Regions from separate parts of the Mus musculus genome. Here all the other regions are linked to region 2. A link is a contact called in public promoter capture Hi-C data. All regions are on one chromosome and are shown on one strand. The core of a region is the stretch at or near the end of the contact, and the rest is flanking DNA. Distances in the headings are between cores, read along the strand shown. Region 1 holds the start of 2700049A03Rik (RIKEN cDNA 2700049A03 gene). Region 2 holds the start of Snapc1 (small nuclear RNA activating complex, polypeptide 1). Region 3 holds the start of Daam1 (dishevelled associated activator of morphogenesis 1).

Region 1 (3,699 bases), core at 778-3,277, 2.8 Mb before region 2:
TTCCCAGTATACACAGCTCACAGCTGGCAGGAGCAGTTCCAAGCAAGGGTCTGCAACTCCTCTCTGGCCTCGTCAAGCACCAGGCAGTCACATGATACATATACACACATGCATACAAGCACGTGTGGTGGCTCATACCTTTAATCCCAGCACCTGGGAGAGGCATTCAGATCTCTGAGTTCCAGGCTCTCAGCAGAGGAGGAGGGAAGGGAGGGAAAGAGAGACAGACAGACCACTTCCAGCTGTGGGACCTGGCCTTTTAATGACATAAGGCAGCTGGCCACTCTCGTAACAATAAAGGCAATTTTTAGATAATTAAGAAAATCTAAATGTCATCTAAGTGTGATAATCTTTGCAGACTGTAATGCCCTTTAGGAGGCACAGGCTGCAACAATTAGGGCTCAAGCTCATGATGTCTGAAACTTATTTACAAATGCTTCAGTGAAACAAAGTGTATCTACAGATGTATTTAGGGAAGGGTGAGGGGAACTTGATGTGAAAATGAGGTGGGGGGGAGAAACATAGTTAAAAAAATGTTGACAAAAAGAATAATAATCCCCTAAACTATTTTTTGTTCAGAGGCTATAAGTCAGTGTTTATTTTGAGAGTTCAAATACTTAATAGAAATTTTTTTATTTTATTATCTTATTATTTTTCACATGATCCTTTAGATTATTTGCAGGTTTAGTTAGGTTGTGGGATGAACAGACAAGGTTGTTTTTTTTTTTTTTTTTTTGTCTTTCTCTCTTTCTTTCTCTCTCTCTCTATCTCTTTCGACAGGGTTTCTCTATGTAGCCCCAGCTGTCTTGGAGCTCTTTGTAGCTAGGCCTAAAGGCTGCCACTACACCCAGCATTACAGGCAACTCTTAATTAACTCAGTGTTAATCATAGCTAAAAGCACTTGAAAATGAATTCCTATTGTTTCCCGATTCAAAGTCTAGCCTCAAGGAAGATGAGAACCACGCTACTTGGGGGGTGGAGTCCCAGGTCTGACATTCGTTACAAATTATTTACTCAGGTCACTTTACTGATTGCTGTTGCAGTTGCTCAGCGTTTTGAAATTAGAGGGGAAAGGTCATTTTTTTTCATATCTAACTTTTATATAGAAATTACAGAAGTTAATTCATCCCTAAGGTCTCTTGCAGCTCTGACATTGCCATTCGGTCTTTTAATACACTTATACAACAAATCATGAACCAACAGATAAATCTACAACAAGAGAAAATGTAATAGGTAGAAAAATGATTAATCTATTATACTTTAAAAAAATACATTTTAAAAGCTTCTAGCAAGGCGTAATGGGAAAGCTCTAAGCAGTGCGTTCTCCAATATGAGACCTGGGAAGGGTGCGAGCCCTTGTACCTAATGACATAAGGCATAGTGTGCAGACAGGGTAAGAGCCGAGGAAGTCTAGATTTTCAGTAAAGGGGCTCCTGTCTGACAGCTCAAGGTCATCGAGTGGCTGGCTACCTTGTAATCTCAAAGCGTGCCCCCAAGCGATCCAGTCCCGGGTGGGCGGTGTCTCGGGGCCTAGGGTCCCCACCCTCGGGGTGACAAGGCCTCCGGGACACGGCTGGCCTCCCGCTGCGCCGCGCTGCCGGTTGCGCAGCCCCACGACCCGCGTGCACGCGGCGTCTCCCTCCGGGGTACCTGCCCGCTCCCTTTCCCGAGTGAAGGCTGTCACCCCACTGGCCGCGAACCCGGGATTATGAAAGCAGAGGAAAGGGACCATACTTAGCCACAGGATCTCGCCTCTGACACCGGGACCGGGCTGAAGAGCTGCGGGGCAGGTAGCGTGTGAGCTCGGAGGGTCAGTACAGAGCGAGCGCCGCGCCGCGGAAAGCTGAGAACACGTGGGGGCAGTGATGTCAAGCATGGCTTCAGACCCTTAGACGCAGATTCGTTACCACGTGGGAAAATGTAGGAAGAAAAGCAAGTGCCCAAGCAAATTCTAAAAATCATCTAAGAATTAACTTTTGTGATTATCTGTTCGTCAGTGCTCTCTGTACTTTTCACTTCCTTTTCCACGGCAACGGAATCTGTCGAAATTTCTAGAAAGCCTAATATGCTTAACCTACTAGGTTTCTAACGGTCTGCAGTTCCTACAGTGTAAATAACCCTTGATAAACAAAAGTGTTTATGGGCTAATCGAGAATTCGCCATTCCTCTAGGAATACTTAGTACTGTGTCCAAACATAAAGGCGATATTCTGCCTTTAAAAAAAAAAAGTCACATCTCCTGGCAGTCTTTTATGTTGGGAGTTTGTTTCCACCCGGACACGAATGGAAGAGCACCAGAGCACTCCCGTTCCGGTCGGGGGGGGGGGGGTTGGATCTTTGCGCGCATGCGTGCTGACGCTCAAGGGCGGGTTTTCGGGGAAGACGGTATTGACCCGCGAACAACCGAAGCTGTTATTCTATCAAAATCAAGACGGCGTGTGTGCCGGACTCTGTGGAGACTCTGAAGACTAAGTTGAGGTGTCCGAAATTGCGTCCTGACTCGTAGAAAGAAATCTACTAAGCTCTTATGAGGGTGGTGTTTTAAAAAACACGATTTTAACGTTGCCTGCTCGTCTGGGTCTCCTTAACAAATCCTAACCCCGCCTCCACGTCTGTTGGGGTTTTCAGCTGCAGCTCTGGGTTTGGAGGAGTGCGTTTTTATTACGGTTCCCGTGGCTTCTCTTTTGCTCTTGGCATAATTCCTTTGAAATTTATTTCTTCGATGCATTAACAGACTCAGTGGGATCAAGACTTTTTGTTTTGTTTTGTTTTTTGTTTTTGTCGTATTTAGCCCTGGATTAAATGTCAAAATCGAAATTTACAGCTTTATGGATATTTTGCCTATAGACTTTCTAAGTTAATGACTGCTTCATAATTATTTTTGGAACTCAGGTGTTTTTCAAATTCACTTCCACCATTACTTCTTTTCCTGGTACTCAAGGAGAAACTGCGTCCTTAAGTTTTGAGAAGCTAGAATTCCCTCTGTTAAGAACGGCGGGACTTGATTTGTGACTAACCAGATGAAAAACGTTGAGTTTAGCCTGGAAAGGGGGCAAAGGCTTAAAATGCCAGCGAGGAAACTGCGAGAGATTGTTTCTCCAAACCAAGGGAATAAATTGGCTGTGGTGGAAGATGAGCTGCCCCGTGTTCCTCCAGCCCTGGCTGCAAATAAACGTCTTGCTGTTGAAACGAGGACTAGTTCTAATGGAACGTTATGTGGTATGTGATTCCAAATGTTTCAGTTTCCCACCCAGTTTACGTTTTCTCTCTCTCTCTCTCTCTCTCTCTCTCTCTCTCTCCCTCTCTCTCTCTCTCTCTCTTCCGAGACAGGGTTTCTCTGTGCAGCTCTGGCTGTCCTGGAACTCACTCTGTAGACTAGGCTGTCCTCGAACTCAGAAATCCACCTGCCTCTGCCTCCCAAGTGCTGGGATTAAAGGCGTGCGCCACCACTGCCCAGCCAGTTTCCTTTTTTTATAAGTCATTAGTCTTTATCACTATTTTGAGTTGTGCATTCCCCCAAATTTAAAGGAGTCAGTGTTTACATTCAAAAATGTAAGATACAAGTCTGGTTTGTAAAGATGTTTGAAAAGTAACTTGGTTCCCTGGGGAAATAGGATTCAGCATGTAGAATGAGAGAGACTTGACTATTTCCTCTTGTGCACCTCTGCCTCCCGAGTGCTGGGATTAAAGGCATAGGCTG
Region 2 (3,347 bases), core at 200-2,699:
AGCACAGATACATCTTGAATGTTTAAAAATATTTTGAAGAATATGAGTTGTAGATTGCAATTCTATTTTCATAAAATTAAAAATCAACTATAGCTGGGCGTGGTGGCAAACGCCTTTAATTCTGCACTTGGGAGGCAGAGGAAGGCGGATTTCTGAGTTCGAGGCCAGCCTGGTCTACAAAGTGAGTTCCAGGACAGCCAAGGCTATACAGAGAAACCCTGTCTCAAAAAAACAAAAAAAAACCCAAAACAAACCAAAAAACCCACTACAACTAAAATATATGTATACACACTGGACATCAACTTCTGGCCTCCACATGGGCCAGGAGGTGTGTTCATGAAAACACACACACACACACACACAAACAAACCATTACAAACAATAAAATAAATGCATCCATACAAGCACATCCCAGAATACCTTTTCTAAAGATTAGTGTGCCTTCAAAACAGAAATACAGTTCAAATACAGAATGCTAACCCGTAACAAGCCCCTGGGAGAAGCTAAAAAGTGGGATTTCTAGAGAGCTACTTTAGCCAAACAGTATATCAGACAGTGTGCTAGATTGTCAGAGGCAACAACGGTAGGAAACAGCAACTGCTGCCCAGAGTGGTTGCATATTACTTGGAGAGCCACAAATTAATCACTCAAGTAAGCATAGACTGTAGGGGATCTTGGCAATGAGGAAGAACCACGGGAGTTCCTTCCCTAACAAGTTCTCTTTAGATCATCTTCCCACGTGGAGGGAGGTTAGGGTGGTTGCTACTGTAGAGTCACTTTAAAGAAGACTGGCAGGCTAAGTGTAGTTTACATAAGTCAGGAGGCAATGAAGACCTCAAATCCTTTTGGGGGCTGTTAGTTGAGGCAGAGGCAGGCGGATTTCTGAGTTTTAGGCCAGCCTGATCTACAGAATGAGTTTCAGGACAGCCAGGGATATACAGAAAACCCTTTCTCGGAAAAAAAAAAAAAAAGAAGAAAGAAAGAAAGAGAGAGAGAGAGAGAGGGAGGGAGGGAGGGAGGGAGGGAGGGAGGGAGAGAGAGAGAGAGAGAGAGAGAGAGAGAGAGAGAGAGAGAGAGAGAGAGAGAGAGAGAGAAATCGAGTCTTCATGTCCTATTGATTAATAGTTAGCAGGCACTACTATTGTTTTATCTACCTACTTATCTAATTTGAAGGTCTTATTTATTTATTTATTTAGAGGGTCTCTCTATGTAGACCTGAAACTCGCTGCATACACCGGACAGGCTTGTAAATCACAGAAATCCTCCTGTCTCTGCCTCTCAAGCACTGAAATTAAAGGCGTGTATCACACCAAGTTCGGCTTCCTAGACTAAAATCACCTTGCATTTACGCACGCGCAAGAAGCGCCACAGGCGCCAGGTAAGACCCGGATGAAGGCGGGGCTTGAGGTCCCGGATAGTACGTCACGGAGTGCGCGTACGTGATGTGACGTGACTGGGGCGGTGCTACAGGGCCTTCTGGGCATTGGGGAAGCCGGGTCCGGGAGAGAGTGAGCATGGGGACTCCTGCGGGCGCCGGGACCCGTCCCACGGGCGCTGGAACTGTTGAAGGCGTGGGGATCCCTCCGGGCCTGCAGACTGACTACGAGACGCTGCTCAGCCGCTTCCAAGAGATGGACAGCGTGCGCTTCGAGGACTTCACGGAGCTCTGGCGCAGCATGAAGTTCGCGACCATCTTCTGGTGGGTGTGCCTCGTCCTCCTACCCTGTCTCTCCTGTGGGGAACGCAGCCTGCATCCCCGACCTCCGCCTTGGCGGTTTCCGTGGGTCGCCCTTGCACTCTGCTGGCTCGGCCCTCTGCATCTCCACCGCCTCCATCCGAGGCCAAACCTCCTCCAATCTTGATTGCCGAATGAATCCGCGGTTAGAAACAAAGTATTCCCACCGACACAGGGTCCTCTACGAACGAATTCATTTAGCATGCAACAACTGACGTTGCAAGTGCAGGTTTGAATCTCTGTGTATCGCCTTTAGTTGGATAAAGCCTAGATTCAAGCCAGTAGCTGCCTTTACCTCTGTCCCCAGCCTCATCTCCAGTGCCCACACCTTGCACTCACTCTCTTGGCTCGAGTTGCTTTTGGTACTCCACTGGCGTTTCCTAGCCTGGGAATTTTCCATCTCCTTTTGCTTGTCCACTTCGTCAGTCATTTTTGAACCCAAATGACAGTTCTTTAGGGAATTCTTTTGGCCTTCGGGACTAAGTGAGAGGCTCGAGTTCTGTCTACCCCCAGCACGAAGGGCTTATCTCACCGTCTAGAGTATATTTCATAATTAGAGACGCAGTCTTGGATAACGGTGAAGAGTGGAGATGATGGGTCTTGGGCATCAGGATTTGAATACAGCTCTCCAGTCCCCCTCCCCCAGATCTGAGACAACCCTTTTTGTCTGTAAACTAGATCATGATAGTGTGGGAATTAAATGAATCAATATATTAGCTGGTTCGACGTGTGAAATTAATGTTCAGAGTTATTACTACTCTTTGATTTCTCCCTTAGACTGAACTTAGTGAGAACAGCCATGTGATTAATGTGGTATTCCTTACTTGTTTTTGAGACTTGCCCTCATTGTGTGTAGCTTTGGCTGGCCTGAAACTTGCCGTTATACCAGACTGGCCTTGAGATCTGCCTGACTCTTCCTTCTAAGGTCAGGCATTCACCACCTTGCCCACGTTTGAATACGGTGTTTGTATTAATTACCATACCATATAAATTCTTGAAAAGGGTAAATGATTGAATGGAATCTTAATAGATCTTTTGTTGAATAAAATAGAACTTTTTATATTATTGATTTAGACTATTATGTAGATTGTCAGTTATTACAAATTAAGGTGTAAATTACTACAGGTGATGAAATTAACCTGCTCTGGGGCAGCACTCCTCTAAGCCCAGAATGTGGGGAGAATGCCCAGAATGTGGGGAGAATGCCCAGAATGTGGGGAGAATCAAGGCCAGGAGTACAAGGCCATCCTAGCTACAAAGAGAATTCTGCAGGAGACACTGTCTCAAAACCCCAAATAACAACAAAAATTATTTATTGTACAACTGATATTTTATGTAGCTAACTGTAATGGATTCATTATCTAATATACTTAACTTAGAGCTCTGAAAAGCTGGTATAAGTGTTCCATGTTTTAGAGATTAGAAAATTGAAGCTTATAGCCGGGCGTGGTGACGCACCCCTTTAATCCCAGCACTTGGGAGGCAGAGGCAGGCGGATTTCTGAGTTCGAGGCCAGCCTGGTCTACAGAGTGAGTTCCAGGACAGCCAGGGCTATACAGAAACCTTGTCTTGAAAAAAACAAAAACAAAAAAAATAAAAAGAAAGAAAATTG
Region 3 (3,630 bases), core at 730-3,229, 2.1 Mb before region 2:
AAGAGAGCTTGCAGAGAGGGCATTTCTTCTATAAAATTATTTCTCTGAGTGCCTTAACAGCATGCTTTCATCTCTAAGGACAAACCTTGCCTGATAGAGAGGCTCCGAGTTCAGTTTATTGACTCAGTAAAATCCAAGCTCACTGATTATGTTTCCACCTAAAAGCTTTCCACAGTTATAAGATTGGGGGAACATTTAGAACCATGTGAGGTTGGGTTTCTTTCTGAATATTTTCCCACAGCCAATTGAACAATACATTAAGCCTACCCATTAGTTGGAGCATCACCGCTTGTACCCTTGTTCTGATGGCCAAAGGAACAATTGTGTTGTCTAGGTTCCACTTCAGATATTTGAAATAGAATAGATCAGAAGAGCAACAAAGTTATATCCTGCTTCTGTGGAGACAAACGGTTCTGCTCTGTACAGAATAGGCTTGTCAAAAGACGATCAGAATCCAACAGCAACCTCCTCTTTCACACACACAAAAAAAAAAAAAACCCAAAAATCAAACAAACAAACAAACAAACAAACAAAAAAACCCATCATTTTCCCTCTCCTCTGAGATGCTCCTCTAGTTCCAAGAACGTATTTCACTTGAGCCTTAGTGTTTGAAGCAGAAAAGGGAAGATAAGTAGTGATGTGATATTCCACCAGCAATTAGGTGAAGAGTAGTTGGAAATTTTAATTGTCAGTCTTCATTTCCTGAGAAGCAAAATCTTAATTTTGCTGGTGGAAGAGGGCGTGTGAGCTGATCACAGCAGTGCCATTGAGAGTGGAATGAATACAGCCCCCCCCACCCCCAAACACACACACACACACTTGGACATTTGTTCCCTCTATTTAAGTTTCTCACCTTTGGTGTTATTGAATGAGATCATGAAACCGAAAACTTTTATGTATTAAAACCAAAATCTTCCAGAAGGGTCAGAATTTCACTTCACACCCTTTGCTAACACTTGAATACACATAAAAGTGTCTGAAGATCGGGGGCAATCCTTGAAGGGTACTGTTTGCTTAAAGGTCTTAAAATTTTTATATTTTTGAAAGGAAATGTGCGGGGAACAAGGGTGGAGGGAGTGTTGTGGATTTTAAAATTTTATATATGAGTAATTAACTAAAACTTTGAGATATGCATGTTATCTTCGGAGGAGCTGAGAGCCACCAGAGCGGGAAGTCCCTAAAGGGATGAACAAAAGCATGGCTGTTCGATAGTTTTATCTCCACAGCAGCAGGCTTTCAGACGCAGGATTGTGGTGACTGTCTCTGTCTTCTATTACACAGCATTTTCATTAGTGACAGCCGCCGGTTTTTCTCAGGTTAGCCAACTAAGTTGTCCCCAGCTTTCTTCTTGACCACTCGACTCGGTCTTGGTTTAAAAGGGAAAAAAGGAAAGAGAGGAGGAAGGTGAACTAACCCAAAGTGTGGTTCAAGGAGATTCCTTTTTTTCCGCGGCTGGCGTTGTTTGATCCTTGGGGATGTGAGGAAATACTGATTCAGTATTCAACCCAGAACCCCTGGAGTCCTATGAATTAGTGGTTTTGAGCAGGGAAGGAAGAGAAAGGCTTTTATGGACCCTTCCCAGATGGGGGCAGGAGAGCCCAACCGAACAGAAGTGCCTGGCGGGTGTGCGCGAGTTCAGGACGCCCCTTGGTCCTGCAGCCTACCCGCTGGCAGGATCAGAGGTCAAGTCAAAGGGCACGGCCGCTGGGTGCCTCGCCCTCTTCCCCAAACATTATGCCCCTAGGCTTCTGACTGACCACCACTGGTTCTGCTAAACTGGAGGGCGGGGAGGGGGCGGGTCTGGGGGGCGGGGAGGGGGCTGGCACAGAGGGACAGAGATGCACCTCGGTAAATGTAGTTCCTGAGCGTGAGGATGGAGAGACTGTTTCGGCTCTGTCTGTAGGACTAGGACTACAACATCCAGAATCCTAAAGGCGAGTCAAAGCGTCCATGCGCAGTGGGTGCCACCTTGTGTCCTATCAGAGGAGACGAGGGTGATGTCACCTGCGAGTTGGTAACCTACGAGCGGCTGTGAAGGGAACTGTTTAACCGGATCCCATTGTACCGGGAGCGCAGAGCGGCCTTTCCAGCATGCAGCGGCTGCTCAGGTGAGGGGACTCCTCGGCTCGCCCGCCGCACTCATTCATTAGCGGCACCGCACCGTGGCGCGGGGTGGGCGTGCTGGTTCTTCGCGCTGTCGCGGCGCGCCCTCCTGCTGCTTCCCGGAGCTCCGGGGCCAGTAGGTAAATATTAAACTCGTCCTTCAGGTTGGGTTTGGGTGGGAACAGGACCGAGACAGCTACGAGCTGCCAATCTAGGCTTTGGAAAATGGCTGCAGCACGGCTCGGAGCGAGGCGAGCCTGAAGGAAGGCATCCCCGAGGATGGGGTCCCTCCCTTCTTTCTTTCCGAGGCGCTCGGTGGCCGTGGAGCCGGCCGGGTACATCTCTCTTCTTCCCGGCCACAGGCTCCCCGGGGCCAGGGCTGAGGGAGCTGCGGCAGCGGGCGGCGCTCCTGGGCCGCTGGCTCTGTAAGATCCGTGGGCATGGCCGTGACCGCGATTCCCCTACCATTCCTATCACCTTCGGGTCAAGTCATACTCAAAACGGAGGGGCTGACTAATCCAGGCAGTCTCCGAGTTTACTGTGTGCAGAGAGAAGAAGGAAACCTGGCATTGCGGAGGCCGCGAGCCGGCGGCTAGCTGCGGCGCGGGGAGGCTGCGTCTCCGGGGGACTGGATGGGGTTCCCCGCGTCCTGCTTCGAGGGGCGTATCGCAGTCTTGGCTCTGCCAAATGGAGCCCTGCAAAGGGCACCTGGGCGTGGGCTAAACGCTCTCCTTAGAACCATGGTGGTGATGGGGTGGTGGATAACCTAATGATAAGGTTCGCTGTGGGGGCAGGAGGGCTGGATAATCGGGTTTATCTAACTGGTGCCCAAACCAGCTGTTTGGGATTGGCTTGTCTTCTGACTAGAGAGGAGAGCAGGGCGAGGCGAGGCCGGGCCCGACCCGACCGGACCCGGCCCGGCTGGACAACTCGAAAGTCTTCTGGCTTTTCTTTTCCCTTTTTGCGTCAGCTCCATTCGTTCATTTACTCACATTCATCAAACCCTTCTACGGTCCTTTGCACGTTGCTTACAATCAAGGTTTGGGACGTTCTGTCCCCTCCCCATAAAATGTTTTACTGTGCTCAGAAATAGATTCCTCCTCTCAGTCTCTCTCCTCCACCGTCAATGTTGGGAGAGCATCCAGAGCAAATGCTGCCCGTGACCGTTTTGCCCCCATTGAATTGGTAGTTTCTTGAGATTTGAGCCGGACCTAGTGAATTGAAGCATAGTTTGCCTGCAAGACGAATCCGGTTGCCATGGCGACTTCTGCCTTTGGAATCTTAACAGCTCGCACTGCTGTTTCAATTCGTTGTGGCTCTGCGGGCAGCTGGGAGGGTGTGGTCGGGGGGGTGTGGTCAAATGTTTGCCCTGGGCCCAGCTGCTCCCTCTTCCTCACCCTCCTAGCAGCTCTGGGACTCCCCCATATTCTTTCCTACATAGCTTGGACACCATATTTTTGGACCTGTCCCCTCCCATGTGCCTATACATCATCTCAAAGCGAATTGTCTGGGGCTTTTGTTCTAAGG

Evidence for each region. Promoter capture Hi-C pulls out the DNA fragments that hold promoters and counts their contacts.
Region 1: a contact with region 2 is called in a promoter capture Hi-C map of second pharyngeal arch cranial neural crest. The contact joins the promoter of 2700049A03Rik here to the promoter of Snapc1 in region 2. A contact is called at or near these places in 3 of 39 promoter capture datasets (hippocampal neurons, pre-B cells and second pharyngeal arch cranial neural crest) and 1 of 115 datasets of contacts at active chromatin or transcription factors (large pre-B cells).
Region 3: a contact with region 2 is called in a promoter capture Hi-C map of pre-B cells. The contact joins the promoter of Daam1 here to the promoter of Snapc1 in region 2. A contact is called at or near these places in 2 of 39 promoter capture datasets (cranial neural crest and pre-B cells).

The regions. Positions count from the first base shown.
Region 1 is chr12:71,134,821-71,138,519 of GRCm38.p6, forward strand. It overlaps 2700049A03Rik (RIKEN cDNA 2700049A03 gene), which reads left to right and starts at 2,028. Exons shown (of 30, transcript NM_001163378.1): 1 at 2,028-3,218. The coding sequence starts at 3,020. Timm9 (translocase of inner mitochondrial membrane 9) reads right to left here and starts at 1,855. Exons shown (of 5, transcript NM_001286203.2): 1 at 1,735-1,855.
Region 2 is chr12:73,963,048-73,966,394 of GRCm38.p6, forward strand. It overlaps Snapc1 (small nuclear RNA activating complex, polypeptide 1), which reads left to right and starts at 1,450. Exons shown (of 10, transcript NM_178392.5): 1 at 1,450-1,699. The coding sequence starts at 1,515.
Region 3 is chr12:71,829,089-71,832,718 of GRCm38.p6, forward strand. It overlaps Daam1 (dishevelled associated activator of morphogenesis 1), which reads left to right and starts at 1,980. Exons shown (of 26, transcript NM_026102.3): 1 at 1,980-2,243.